Regions from separate parts of the Mus musculus genome. Here regions 1, 2 and 3 are each linked to region 4. The links are chromatin contacts, called in public ChIA-PET and promoter capture Hi-C maps. All regions are on one chromosome and are shown on one strand. The core of a region is the stretch at or near the end of the contact, and the rest is flanking DNA. Distances in the headings are between cores, read along the strand shown.

Region 1 (3,108 bases), core at 567-3,066, 430 kb before region 4:
ATTCAGACTTATGGCTTCTGTATTTGAACTTTCATGAACTTTTATGAACAACAGAACAAAATGGCCAAGACTAGGGAGAAAAACACTTCAATTACCTGTAAAGATTACAGATACCACAGAAGGCACATCTCAAAAAAAAAAAAGTTTGCAAAAAGCCAACGTCATGAATTTTTTTTAAGCTTTGTCCTTGGTGCCTAAGACTTGGTTCTCAGACTTTTTAAATGTCAAGGTCCTTAATTTGTAAACTATTTCCTGAAGACAGATTTCAATTTTAATTGTCATAAACAAGCCCAAACAGTGATGTTTAAATTTTTAATGTTTTGTAACATTTTCTTCTTATTCATATCCTGCCATTCTATCCAGTGACAAGAAAAACAATAACTCCATTCAACTTGATAATTTAAAAAAAAAAAAAAGGAAAAAAAACCTACTTATTTGTGAGATGCACAGACAATTTCACTTTTGTTCTAACTTACAGAAGCAGAAATACTCAGAGTGGAACAATTGAGGACATTAAATAGGCAAGCCTGTGGTTACGAAGCAGAAACCCACTGTGTTCCCAACGGCCTGCGTCTGGTCTACTTTAAATCTACCAGGCTCGGTATTCTAATTAAAACACAATAATAAGACCGAATCTTATCTTCTGCAGTCTGGTTGAAGCCAGTATATAGAAAACCCTTCCAATCCAATAGAAACCACAGACCAGGAAGTCAGCAACGAAGAACACAGTACTGCCTAACAAAGATGGAGACACAATGTACCGTAAGGGGGAAGCAGAATTGGGCCTCACATCACCACCCCATCACTTACGTCTACCCTAAAAATCCTTCATCCCACATCTTCATAGAAATGGGCTGTGACTTCGTTTGTTTGTCTGAGGTTCTGTTTGCTCTGAAATGCCCTCATGACATCTCTACATTTTCATCTGGAGTTTGGGTTAAGTAGACAGATGACAAGCAGCAGACACGATTGTGTTTATCTCAAAATTCATTTGGATGAGAAACACTCCTTCCACCTCTCTCATGGATACAACCAGAGTGGAGCTAGCGGGAGCCTTTGATGGGCTGTTTTTTGGGAGGATTGCAGATATTAGCCACATGTGTCTCCTCATTTAATTTCATGGAAAGCAGAATTTTCATAATCAGCCTGAATAGATGTCTCTCCAGAGCTGATGATGCGACTGGGACAGTCGCACATCTCTTGCTAGAACTGTTTCAATGACACCGTGGACTGCTTATGCCTGATTCGAGCCCATGTGCCAACACACACATCACCGACAGTTAAATCATAAGGACGTAGGCCAAGCCTTTGCCAAGCAAACCGAAGAAAACCACACCAATAGAAAATCTTCCCCTCTCTCTTTTCCTCTTCTTCTCTTTCTGCTGCCACCTTGTCTCTCGCTCCCAATAAAACCTCTTCCACATGAAAAAAAAAAAAAAAAAAAAAACAGAATGGGGGATGGAAGAAAATGTGTGGCCCCTAGAGTACCTAAGTCCTTCATATTCCTGGAGTAACCACAGGTTACATGTTACATACATGTATACCCAGGTAAGCATATGCCTGTGTATAACCTATCAGTCACTGTCAGAAGGCAACCTCTAGGTAAAACTCGGTTCAAATCAGGCTCAAATCAGAACATGTTTATGATCAAGATACTAGTGGCTGATGTAAGTCATGATTAAACATTTAAGTTTTTCAAACATCTGTCATTTTGTATGATAACTCTTTCACTTACAAATGAACTACACTTCAAAGCTTACTTAAAAAGGCAAATATCTCAAACTCCGGATATACTTTACCCAAGATCAAAGCTCAAAGTTGAAGCCAGTGATGACAACCTGGCAACCTGTGTTCAGTCTCCAGAAACCATGTAAAAGTGAAAGGAGAAACAGACTCCACAAAGTTGCCCTCTGACCTCTAACCTCGGAGTTCACCAGGGCACATGTGTGCCTGCCCGCACTCACTCGCACACAAAATAATAATAAATAAAAGTAAAATCTTAAAAATAAGGAAACCGTGAGGGAATGAATGAGTACATTCTCAGTGACTCTACATTGAAATCTGAACTACTTCAATTGTTTTAACAGTATTGTATTATATTTATGTCAATTCTATTTCAAAATGCATAACTCTCCTTAATATTTGACATTTTTATCTAAGGCTGATTTAAAACCTGGGGCAATGAGAAGTGGGGCAGAGATAAGAGGAGAGATTTTCCTTGTGGTAACAAATGGGAACTGTTGGGAAGGAAACACTTTCTGAGCACACACAGCAAGAGGGCTGCAAAGCAGAGATGGAGCCCAGTCAAGATTGGATGTTTTCCATCAAACCATGGCCTGAGATCTGCCAGGAATGGAGAAGGTAAACCAGGCTCTCAGTGTTCATTCAGTAACCAGATCATGTAACCAAGGAACATTAAACAACAACAGTGTTCTCTAAGTTAAATTTTTAGTTGAATGTAGCAGAGTGTGCCTGTAACACCAGCACTCAGAGATCAAGACACAGGGAGCTCAGGTTTGAAGCCAGCCTGGGTGACATCACAAGACCTTATCTCAAAAATAATAAGCAATTTCAAAACATTTTCAAATATCTTTCTCCTGGTTTTCTCTGGGTTTTGAGGAGTTTGCGGGGGAGATGTTAAGGCAAACTTTCAAGGCAGAGCCACACTGCATACAACTCAGGTCTCACAGCTCCTGCCTGGTAATGTGTAAGCGCCTTCTCTTTGAACTTACTCAAGAAGAGAAAACTAACAATGGACTCAAACAAGGAACTGGTTGTTCTCTTCCAGTGTTTACCAAAGAGTTGTTGCTTGGAGAATGCAGGAGAAACAAGAGCTTGCCCCACTAGGTGGGTGTTTACAGAACAGATCCTGTGGTCATTTGTCTGTACATTAGCCTGAACTTTGCAAACAAATGCCACATGACAAGATTGTCCTTCAAGAAGAGAAAAGAATTGATCCCTCTTAAGCATGCAAAGGTCTTGTTTTGAAGTAAGCAGGTTCCTACATGCCATCGCTCACTAATTTCCACAAACGAGAACACAGACAAGTAAAGGCAACCACAGACCTACCTTACCACACACTTACTTTATAGAAAATACATCTTCCTT
Region 2 (3,284 bases), core at 437-2,936, 470 kb before region 4:
GCTTGGACTCTTTGGCAAGTACAAAATAAATATGTATCAAATACGCTAGAACATCAAGGCAATCAGAGCCACTACCTCACTTATGTTATCCACTGTCACTTCCATGAAAACCAAAACCTGACTGGCCAATTTATATTCCTAAAACATAATAACATCTCTCCAATCGTTAAAAAAAAAAAAAAGTATTTTAAAAAAGCTTTATATGGCATCTTGAATGTGTATCCACTATAGTAACCCAAAGATAAAAAACAAAATCACTCTACAACACCCTATAAATCTTGGAGATGCATAAGCAGATGTGTAGCTATCTCTTTATAACAATTGCTAAGGGATTAAACAATTTGTTTAAATAAAAGTCTAAATGAATGATCTACTTTAGAAAGTGAAGAATAAACATGAGCTTCAATTATCAAAAGACAAAAGCATGCCCTGATCAATAGTGGAAGACAGTGGCTTTCTGTGTCCACTATTTCTGTATTCTTGGCCACTAAGGAGGACAGATGAATTTATTGAATATATTTATACCTGTTCATTTTGATTATAGTTATCTGCTTGGTTAAATAGTAACCTTTTATAATCGATCATGTGAATAGAGACAGTGAGATAAATTCACTCACAGAATCAACAGAATTGTGTTGGTAAACCTTCCTACCTAAAATGGTGAACACTGGGGAACACCTGGCTCTATTTGGCAGCCTAGGAAACGTTGCTAAAGTTAAACAATGAGAGCTTAGATTTAAATTTGAAAGAAAGGTCACAGCTTTTAACTGACCTAATACATAAAAGATTGCTCCGGTAATGTTCCAGAACAAGGATCTATCTGTATGTTGCAAGATACTTGATCATGTTGTAAACCCCAAGACTGTGTTATTTACTGAAAAGATCTGTTTCTAGTTGTGGTGGGGCTCAGCCCTTAGCACACACCTTTAATACCAAACGATGATGGTAAAGTTAGTTTGTAATTAAGAAGTGCCCATGTTTGAAAGTGATATCTAATGGTGTGGCAGACAATAGAGAATCAGAGAGAGATTTGACAGAAGAGGATAAGCCCAACTCTTGGGAAAAGAGAGAGGAAATGAAAGCTATGAAAGAACAGGTGCAGACAGAAGGAGGAGGCAGCTTTACTGGGACGGTTTTACAGAGATTGGCTGAAAAGAGAACAAGCTAGACACAGGTCAAAACAAAATGAGCCAGAGAATGAGAAGGAGCCAGAAGATTAGAACAGATTGCCCAAGTCATTTTGAGGCCAAGCGGAGCGATTCAGGAGAGGCCAAGAGAAGAGCAAAATCGAATCTGTCAACTTGAAGAGGCATTTGAGCCAGAACTGCTGAGTTGAGCCAGCTAGCCAGAATTCAGAAAGAACTAGGAAGGGGTGAGCTTATTCAACAGTAATTCTCAGAGGCTGAAAACATTCTAGATTAGATTGTCCAGAGGCTAGAAATTTCCAGGACTAGGCCTAAGTTAGCAGACAGAGGTAGTAAGCCTCAGAGATGACAATTGCATCAGGCAACTAAAAGTTACTTTATATCTGTGCCCCTTTCCCGGTGATTTCTACAATTCTAACATGCCAATGACAGAATATTTAAAATGACACAAATCTGTTGTCCTAATTAAACTTCAAAGAATCCAGATCAGGCAGGAACTTCAGGTACTTTCTAACCCTACCACATTTTGTAAAAAAAAAAAAAAAAAAACCACGTAAGCAGGCATGAGACGTGAACATTGATTTAGCCCCGGCTGAGGTAAAGCTCCCTACCCATCAGATACCAGTTAGAAAGCCGCACGTGACCTACACTGTAAGATAGACGTCTCATTCCTGCGATGGGTGTGTTTAGATACTGTAACGCACCATACTTTAAGATTCTCCACTTCAGATTTCCCTTGAACAGCCAAGTTGCTGTTCCTAGAATGGAATCTGACTGGAAAGTATCAGTTTCTATACTCGCAGAGAATATATTTATGTCTGTGGTGTACTGATCACAGAAGCACAAACATTTGGACTTTTGCCGTTATCATAGGTCCACAGTGAACACAGAAAGCCCCTGGGGCTGATGGCAAGACTATCAATAAAAGCTGTCTAGGCTGGCAATATGTGTTTTCCATCACTCTACACGATTTCCCAGGAAACAAGTCAAGAACTATAACTTTAGGCTGGAGAGATGACTCAGCAGATAAGAACACTGGCTGCTCTTCCAGAGGACCTGGGTTCAAATCCCAGCACCCACATGGCAGCTCACAACTCTCGGTAACTCCAGTTCCGGGGGATTCAACACCCTCACACAGACACACATGCAGGCAAAAACATCAATGCACATAAAAAAAATAATAAATAAACCTTAAAAAAAAAAAAGACTGTGACTTGTTGCTATGCACAAAATAATAAAAGGGATTCTCAGTGCTTTTATTTGGGATTGACAAACATCAGTTATGATGAAGGCAAACAGGAACTACATCCCCACTCTGCAGAACAGTACCCTATGTAGCTCATTTCATTCCCAAAGTAAGCCTAAGAGGAAAGAGCTGCGACCTTTTTCATTAAGGAAAAACTGCACCACATTTGCCGTAAACCATCCAAAATACTCATCAGCCAGAAGGCCGGCAGAAAGAATGCTTCAAAAACTAAGACAAAAACTTCAATGTCTTTTCAAAAATTCATTTTAAAGATGTTTTGGCATTTTCCTTAACCTCTGAATCAATAAATTCACACTGACAGGACAGCTTTATTCCATAAACACAAATAATGCCATGAAGCTGGACCCTTTATGAGCTGAAAGCATAGTCAATATTTGAGCTGTTGGGTTAAAATCAAGTTTCCATGCTTTGGTGCCAGATCACCATCAAGCTCCAGACTGGCTTTGGTTCTACTTTTGAATGAGAGTGTGGTGGAAGAAAGGGGGTGCGCGATGTGGGATGACTGCGTCCCCTCAACTAGTAACAACTGGAAGTGAGAGGCACGTTAGTAGAAGGCAGTATGGAAGACAGACCGTGGGCATGGGAGAAAGATAAGGCGGGGTTATTTGAGAGATTGTTTCAACAGTCTAGGCCAGTGAGCACCTGCAGACTGTGGCTCTGCGTTCCGTCTCGATGCTGGGGTGTGGGAACTCTGATGAGCAGACGAAATGCAGGATGCTAACTAGGCTGCATTTTATCCTACGCCGCGAGCTTGCAGGAAGCACCGATGAACGCAACCTAAGATGGGGACCCCAGTCTGGGTGAGAAATAACACAGGCTGAGGCCAAAGCTGGGGTTCCCTAACTCCCTGACATCAGATCAGGAACAGAGGG
Region 3 (3,335 bases), core at 575-3,074, 380 kb before region 4:
CACACACACACACTGACTGCCCTCTACCCTGTGGGTGCTCCCACAAATACCTAGTGACTGATTCACAGGCCAATTACAGGTCTGGTGATGACACCAGGTATGACGGCCTGGTGCTACTCTGGGGAGTGTGAGGAACCCAGACGTGCTGTGGGAGGAGGAAGAATTAATATCGTGAAGTTCTAAAAGGACTGCAGTGTTAACAGGACCAAACTACGTACAGTGTGCATCCCTCCCCAAGCTATAGAAAGCTAGTAATACCTTCGGAACTCTTTGGGAAAAGTGAAGGAACCCGATTATCAAAGAACCAACAAACTAACTAGTTCAGGGGGTGCTAAAAAAAAAAGTAGGGGGGGACTTACTTTTCATAGACCAGCTCCTCGTCGATGGAGAAATAGTGGATATTTATTGTGCTTTTTGGTCTATTCCTTAAAGTAGCAAAATATAATCGATCTGAAAGACAAGTTTAAAAGACAGAACATGAGAAGCAGGGACGCGAGACTGAGAGTGCAGATCATGCACAAAGGATTAATAACTGCTACACATCGTTTAAAGACCTTTAACACGTGGGATTCTTGGAGAAACAGGATCTTCCAGAAAGCTACAGAGCCCCAAAAGCACATCTTGCTAAGAGGCTAGAAGACCCAGCAGGGGGCAGAGCATCTTCTGAGTTCCCTCACCCCCTGGTTGCGTGCGGGCGGGTGCAGACAGGAGCTGTGGGTACCCGCAAAACTGGAGACACAAGTTTGGTTCGGAAACCTTCAGACCTCAGCTGCGGTGGAATGGGAAAAGAGGCGAGCTTCTGCCGCTGCAGCTTAGCAGACTTCAAGAGGAAGGAAGGAAAGATAGGGGGGTGTGGTTGGGGGTAGGGGGTGTCCCAAAAACACGGGCCAGCCACCGAGGAAGTAGAGAGTTAGCGGATGGAGGATTAAAACCAGCAGGCTCCCCACCAAGATAGGTTTGCAGGAGGATCCCAAGCAGAGAAGCCTGCACTGTCCGGGTACGAGGAAGCTGCAGAGGGAGTGAGAACGCGAAAAAAGAAGCCGGAAGCAGGGGGTCCTCCGGGAGTTGAGTAGCGAGAAGGGGCCCGAGCGCCGAGCCGCAGTACTGAGGGACACAGGGCCCGAAAAGAAACCCAGCATAGAGGCTTGGGACAAAGGGGTGAGCCGTGAGGAGTTGGGGGGGGGGAGTGGCGTGGAAGGGCCGGAGGATGCCGGGTGGCTGCTCCTCACCTTTCATGAACTCGCAAGCCCCGATTAGTTCCCCAGACTCCGCTGCCATCTTAAGCGAGATCCGCACGGGGGAGGGCTGGGTCGTGGCCAGCTGAGGTCACCCGCCCCCGGGGGCTTCCCCACTGCCCAAGAGCTGGGAGCTCGCGGTCCCAATCACCGAGCCTGCCTGAGGGAGGAGGCAGTCGCCCAAGGCGGAGGCAGCTGCAGGGTCAGCGCGTGGGGCGCCCCGGGGACATTCCGTGGGGAACCGAACCCGCTGGGCGCGGGACGCACACGCCCCGGGCTGTAACCGCTGTGATCCGGACTCTGCGGCGGCGGCGGCTGCTGCTGCTTCTCGAGCTGCAGCTCCTCCTTCTCGCGCTGCACCGTCTCCACCAAACCTGGACGGCGCACACCAGCTCCCAAGGCCGGGCAAAGTCTTTCCCCGGCTCCCAAAGTGATCATGGAGGACAAGACGTTTGGCCCGGATCGCGCCCGTGGCCACTCGTGCGGCAGCGGGCAGGACTCCGGAGGTGTCCGCGGGGCTAGTAGCAGCTGCTCAGACTCCTCCTTCGCCACCTCCTTTCAGCAGCAACTCTTCCTCCCTCTCCTCCTCCTCCTCCTCTTAGGTCCGCCCCCAGACCTGCCTCCCCGCCCTCCCTCGTCCCCCTCCACTTTCACCACTCCGCGGCCATCCCTTAAAGGGACAGCTCGGCTCCTTTCTCTGAGCCGGCCTCGGGCCCCAGTTACCAGGCGCCCCGCGGGTCACTAGGAGCCAGTTGCTAAGGCTTTGTTGCCTTTCACCAATTGCTACACAGGAAACTTGGCCCTCTGCCTGGGTGGGGTGGGGGTGGGGTGGATGTCAGGCGGAGCCACAAACTTATGAATGAAAAAGGATGGGTAGAGAGGAGTGAATGCCTCCCAGGAAGCTGCGACTGCCTGGCGGGCTGAGATGCTGTCTCCACGTCTGCACCGGCTAGCTCTTCTTCCACACCAGATTTTTTTTTGTCTCTCAAGCTCTTTCCTGCTTCACTCAGTTTCTTCTAAACTCGCGCGCGCGCACACACACACACACACACACAGAGACACACACGCACGCGCGCGCAGACACACACATTGAAAAACCTCAGACCTTCTCCATGTCGGGTCGTACCGCTAGCTATCTTTCCACCAACCCCTATTCTCACCACTATCGGATCTGTGTCTTTATAACCAATTTTCAAAAGAAGCGATACCTCCTAGCTCCTGAGTACACGGACTGATGCCCTGTAAGTACTAGAGTCTGCTCTCACCTAGGCTTTGTTCTCAAGGGGGAAAAAAATTCCCGTCCAGTTCTCCAAGTCCTTTCATTTTGGCCACAGGTGTGAGCGCAAAATTACACCAGAAGTGTAAGGCTCTAGTCTCGGACTGTAGGCTATCCTAGGCGAAGGGAGAAGAGGGAAAAGGATCTCTTGTCCACAAGAGAAATGAACAGAAGATTTCTGTAGTCTTGGCTGGAGCGTTGCAAAGGAGTACAAAGGCTCCTCTCCAGGAGGCCCCGGACTTGTTCGGCAACGTTTTGATCCAGTTTGGAGAACTTTAATGCTGGGAGCCCTAGGGACGGAACTAGTGGCCAGCCCTTCCCTTACGAAAATGGCGCTACTGAACCACTATCACCAGAGCATGCGCTCTGAGTGGTTTCTCCTTGAAACGGGGATTTGTGCAAGCCTTTGAAAGCTCGCAGTTGCGTGTTGACCTCTAGGGAGAGAGGGGGCGCTCGAGCAAAGTGCCGGCTGAAGCAACTTGGAACACTGACTCCAGGGAGGCAATTCTTAGGCCATTCTTCTGCTCTGCCGGCTTTCCATAAAGCTAAACAAGCACAAAACTAAGTGGATACTACTTTGATATACTGGAAAGTTATTCAGAGCATCTCGGTAATTCTAGCCAAACACATCCTTGGTAAGGGAGTTAAAAAGACACCCTCTCCTTACATTCAAAAGTTAACCCCGAAAAAGAAACAGACTTTACAACTGTAAAAGTCCTGAAAGTTGTAATGAGCCTTGAACCCTTTTGAAGTGTATTACATATTCTAAGAGTCCTGAAAGCAAAGACCTCCCAAAAAGAAAAAGGGAGAAGGAGGAGGGGGAG
Region 4 (3,472 bases), core at 189-2,688:
ATATATGCAAAGCTACATTATATATGATTTCACGAGTTATAACAATAAATGCTATTACTAATAACATGCTCAATCTTTTAACTGCACACGCACTCTCTACCACTTCTTTTTCTCCCTAAGGTAGGGACTGAACCCAGGCTAGGCACAAGTTCTACCCACGAGGGACTTCCTATAACCTGTAGTGTCTGCCTCCGGTGGTCGTCTGCAGCAAGATGAGCTGAGCTATCTTTGTGCTAACGTGACAGGTCTATTCTTAATCAACATTCATTCCTCACCACCAATGTACCTACCATTTTGGCACAAATCAAGATCTATGAAATTTCAGCTAACTTAAAGTTATTTGAGTGCGCGAGTGTGTGTGTGTGTGTGTGTGTGTGTGTGTCTGTTCATGCAGAGGACTGAATCTACAGCCTCATTTATGCTAAGCATGCATTCTACCTGCCAACACCCAGTCCCTAATTTTAAGTTAAAAAAAAATCTAATAGAACGCCAATGCATTAAAAGACATAAAAAGAGCTAATCAAACAACTTGCAACGGACCTTGTTCAAGTCTGAAGAGGGTCTTCTCTAGCTTCTCCATCTCGTTCAGTAGTAAAATTCGAATCTGCTTACTGTGTTCCATTTTGGCTTCTGGAGGATTCGAACTCTTTCCGTAGAACTAAAAGGACTCCAAAGTGGAATGAGTTACCCCTATAAAACAAAGTGGAATTATTTAAAAAAAAAAAAAAAAGGAGAAGAAGAAGAAAAAAAAAAAGAAAGAAAGAAAGAAAAGAAAAGAAAATATGACCTAAAACTCTCTGGAGTTGACAGCGGCACTTACATGTCCTAGATAGGTTTAAAGCCAAGAAGAGCAATGAGAAAGAGCAAAATCTTGTCAGTAAAGCCCAACAAGGGAGAAGTTTCTTCTCTCTTGGAGCAGAATAAGAAAGCCTGAAGCAAAGATGTAGAGTCTTACACTCAGTTCAAAACAGAGCAGACCAACAAAACCCCTAAAGCATTCTCAGAGAAAAGCAATGCATCCGCGAAAACCCTGGAGTTCAGTGGCATAAATTCCGTTCCTGAGCCAGGGGGCCCTGAAAACTCCAAATGGCACTGTAGCCTCCAGCAGATCAGGCTGCTGAACAGGTGGAAGAGCGCCCAGTTCCCAAATTCGGGTCTGAAGCCACCAATAGGGAGGTGATTGGAGAGGTTAGCAGTTGCTGTCCCGGGAATAGCTGCGGCGGCGGTGGCATGCGATGTACAGAGCGGCTATAGATAGAAGGAATGCGCGTCCGGAGACGGACGCATTCCAGGCACTTACGAGCGGGATAGACGTGCGGCGTCGGGAGCGGGAGCCGGAGCCGGGTACAGCGGGAACGCCGGACGCAGCGGCGGCCCGGGGAGGGCAGGGCGGCCGTGAAGGGCACGGGGAGGGGCGCCGGGACCCGGGCCAGGGGACAGTGACAGGCCAGGGCCGCCGAGACTCCGCCCCCCGCGGCCGGAGGACGTGCCGACTCCGCTGGGCCCCGGACTAGCCTGGGGGGCGTGGCCCTGCCTCCCCGCCCACTTCCGGGAGCCATCGCCCCCGCTAGCACAGACCACTGATCTCGCGAGAGGTGGGCACGGCTTGTGGGTTTGAGGGGGTCTGGGCTTTGGGAACTGTCATTGCCCTGATGTGCGATCGCTCTGCCTCTCTAGGAAAAGTGAGTTCAAGAGCGAAGAAGAGCTGGGATAATGTTTAGTTAGGGACGTTCTTTCTGGGAAGAAAATGCAAAGTTGGGAAAACCAAGTTTCTTAAAATTCCCTGCTTGGCTTCATTAACCTTGTGACACACTGGTCGCTGGGAAGAGGGGACCTCAGCTAAGGAACTGCCTCCATCAGATTGGCCTGTGGGCTTGTGCATGGGAGCATTTTCTTGTTTTATGGTTGCTATATGGGAGGAAAATAGGCATGGCCACCCCTGGGCAGATGGGCCTTAGTTCCATAGGTAAACAGGCGGCCCAGCCCGGGAGGAGCAAGCCAGCAAGCTGCACTTCTCTATGGTCTCTGCTTGAGGTCCTGCCTCTGGGTCTTTCTCGTTGAGTTCCTGCTTTAACTTCCTCCAATAGAGCACTGTGACCAGGAAGTGTAAGCCAAACACTTTCTTTCCCCAACTTGCTTTTGGTTCAGGGTTTTGTCACAGCAAACATGCATTTTTATTTTTTATTTATTTTTATTATTATTATTTGGTTACCGTTGATTTAAAGACAAGGAAACAGACTCCCTCAAAGGTTAAGTAACATGCTTAAAGCCGCTTCATGAACAACGGAGTGTATGTGATTTCAAGTACATTCCCGATGATTTTGGTTCACTAAACCCTTCATCTAAGGTTGGCATTATTTTCCGTGGCTTGATATCAATAAGGACTTGGTAAAATGGAAGAATGAGTGTGCATTCTAGCTTATAAAGACGTTCTGGTTTTTCTGTGACAGTCATCTCAAGATTTCTCCTTCAGGTCTGATGTTCCCTTAGGCGTCTCTTCTGCTGTGTTCCTAGGAAGTGTGGAGGCCAGAGTGCGCCCTCTGTGAACTGGCTACAAACTCCTGCTTGACCATGAAATCCCCCAGTTGAAGGCTGCCTGCTAGACTAATGAACCCAGCAGGTCTTCGTTTGGGGAGGGTTGAAGAATGGGAGCCGGTGACTCAGATACCACACTCTATCGCTGTATGTTGGGTTTCTCTGATTTTCTTTTTTAAATGTAGATTACCCAAAGCGTTCTGATCCATAACTTCTCCATCTGAAATGTGGAGCATGGGTGCACGCTCTGACACTTTATCTGGTACAGATTCATCACACTATCCTCTGGCCAGCTCATTTTGCTGCTCCCCAGTGGATAGCTGTTCTCCAGGGCTGCAAAACTAGCCTTTCCCATTGTCCTGCCTCCAGCACAACTCACATGGTATGTCTAATGTCTCAAGTAGATAGCGGTGATTTATCCTTCTGAAAGTGCTTAAATTTTTCACGTGTTGTTAATTCTACTCAACTTTGGAGGTTTCATTTTGTGAAATAAGGAGAATAGTAAGTCACGGACATCTGCTTTGGTAAGAGACTCCTCGTAGAGTGCTTCTACAAGTCACATGACGTGACTCTAAAATGAGACTCGACAAGGATGTGCTATCTGTGAAGTTCTTGGAGTGCCAAAGATGGCGTTCCACAGCGCCACATGCATGCTGATGGATGTTTGTCACATTTGTGGCGTCCTGTGCATGCAGGATTTATATATACACAACAGTTTCATCCTGTAGCTCCCAGGAGAGAATCCTTAAGGACCTTCTAATAGACAATCTCAGTTTCTGTTAGTCCCGCAGATGAGAGGAGAAAAATGCCTACCCAAATCATGGACAGTTTAATTAAAGCAAGCTTTCTTTTTGTGCCTTCCCCTGACCCAGTGTTCATGAGATCAGCCGTGGATGTGGGAACGATACTGGTTTTTATACTCAGGAATGGGGGTGGT

Evidence for each region. Promoter capture Hi-C pulls out the DNA fragments that hold promoters and counts their contacts. ChIA-PET counts read pairs in DNA pulled down with a chosen protein or histone mark.
Region 1: a contact with region 4 is called in an RNA polymerase II ChIA-PET map of memory CD8 T cells, with 14 read pairs. The contact joins the enhancer-like site here to the promoter of Agl in region 4. A contact is called at or near these places in 8 of 39 promoter capture datasets (the 3T3-L1 cell line, the C10 cell line, the HPC-7 cell line and 6 more), 4 of 115 datasets of contacts at active chromatin or transcription factors (bone marrow-derived macrophages, large pre-B cells, memory CD8 T cells and 1 more) and 1 of 9 other capture datasets (adipose tissue).
Region 2: a promoter capture Hi-C map of liver shows a contact between it and region 4, with 2.9 times the contacts expected there. The contact joins the enhancer-like site here to the promoter of Agl in region 4. A contact is called at or near these places in 19 of 39 promoter capture datasets (the 3T3-L1 cell line, the C10 cell line, the HPC-7 cell line and 10 more), 1 of 15 datasets of contacts at CTCF or cohesin (large pre-B cells), 13 of 115 datasets of contacts at active chromatin or transcription factors (the SCID.adh cell line, T-cell acute lymphoblastic leukemia, acute myeloid leukemia and 7 more) and 3 of 9 other capture datasets (adipose tissue, embryonic stem cells and liver).
Region 3: a promoter capture Hi-C map of pre-B cells shows a contact between it and region 4. The contact joins the promoter of Cdc14a here to the promoter of Agl in region 4. A contact is called at or near these places in 18 of 39 promoter capture datasets (3T3-L1-derived adipocytes, the C10 cell line, the HPC-7 cell line and 11 more), 1 of 15 datasets of contacts at CTCF or cohesin (the NIH/3T3 cell line), 6 of 484 Hi-C or Micro-C datasets (embryonic stem cells, muscle stem cells, nephron progenitors and 2 more), 11 of 115 datasets of contacts at active chromatin or transcription factors (the 230-238 cell line, the SCID.adh cell line, cardiomyocytes and 7 more) and 3 of 9 other capture datasets (adipose tissue, embryonic stem cells and liver).

The regions. Positions count from the first base shown.
Region 1 is chr3:116,372,860-116,375,967 of GRCm38.p6, forward strand. The region is part of intron 4 of Cdc14a (CDC14 cell division cycle 14A); the gene reads right to left. Among named protein-coding and RNA genes, the nearest start is that of Cdc14a, 50 kb to the right of the region's middle. Within about 2 kb of position 1,817, at least 42 of the 459 cell types and tissues checked have an H3K27ac peak or open chromatin away from gene starts, as enhancers often do. A contact at or near this core is called in memory CD8 T cells, where this site is marked.
Region 2 is chr3:116,333,980-116,337,263 of GRCm38.p6, forward strand. The region is part of intron 7 of Cdc14a (CDC14 cell division cycle 14A); the gene reads right to left. Among named protein-coding and RNA genes, the nearest start is that of Gm46839, 78 kb to the left of the region's middle. Within about 2 kb of position 1,687, at least 11 of the 459 cell types and tissues checked have an H3K27ac peak or open chromatin away from gene starts, as enhancers often do. A contact at or near this core is called in liver, where this site is marked.
Region 3 is chr3:116,422,208-116,425,542 of GRCm38.p6, forward strand. Cdc14a (CDC14 cell division cycle 14A) reads right to left here and starts at 1,825. Exons shown (of 16, transcript NM_001080818.2): 1 at 1,230-1,825; 2 at 360-450. The coding sequence starts at 1,278. Gm40125 (a long non-coding RNA gene) reads left to right here and starts at 2,044. Exons shown (of 3, transcript XR_867571.3): 1 at 2,044-2,476.
Region 4 is chr3:116,806,728-116,810,199 of GRCm38.p6, forward strand. It overlaps Agl (amylo-1,6-glucosidase, 4-alpha-glucanotransferase), which reads right to left and starts at 1,439. Exons shown (of 34, transcript NM_001081326.1): 1 at 1,301-1,439; 2 at 541-690. The coding sequence starts at 622.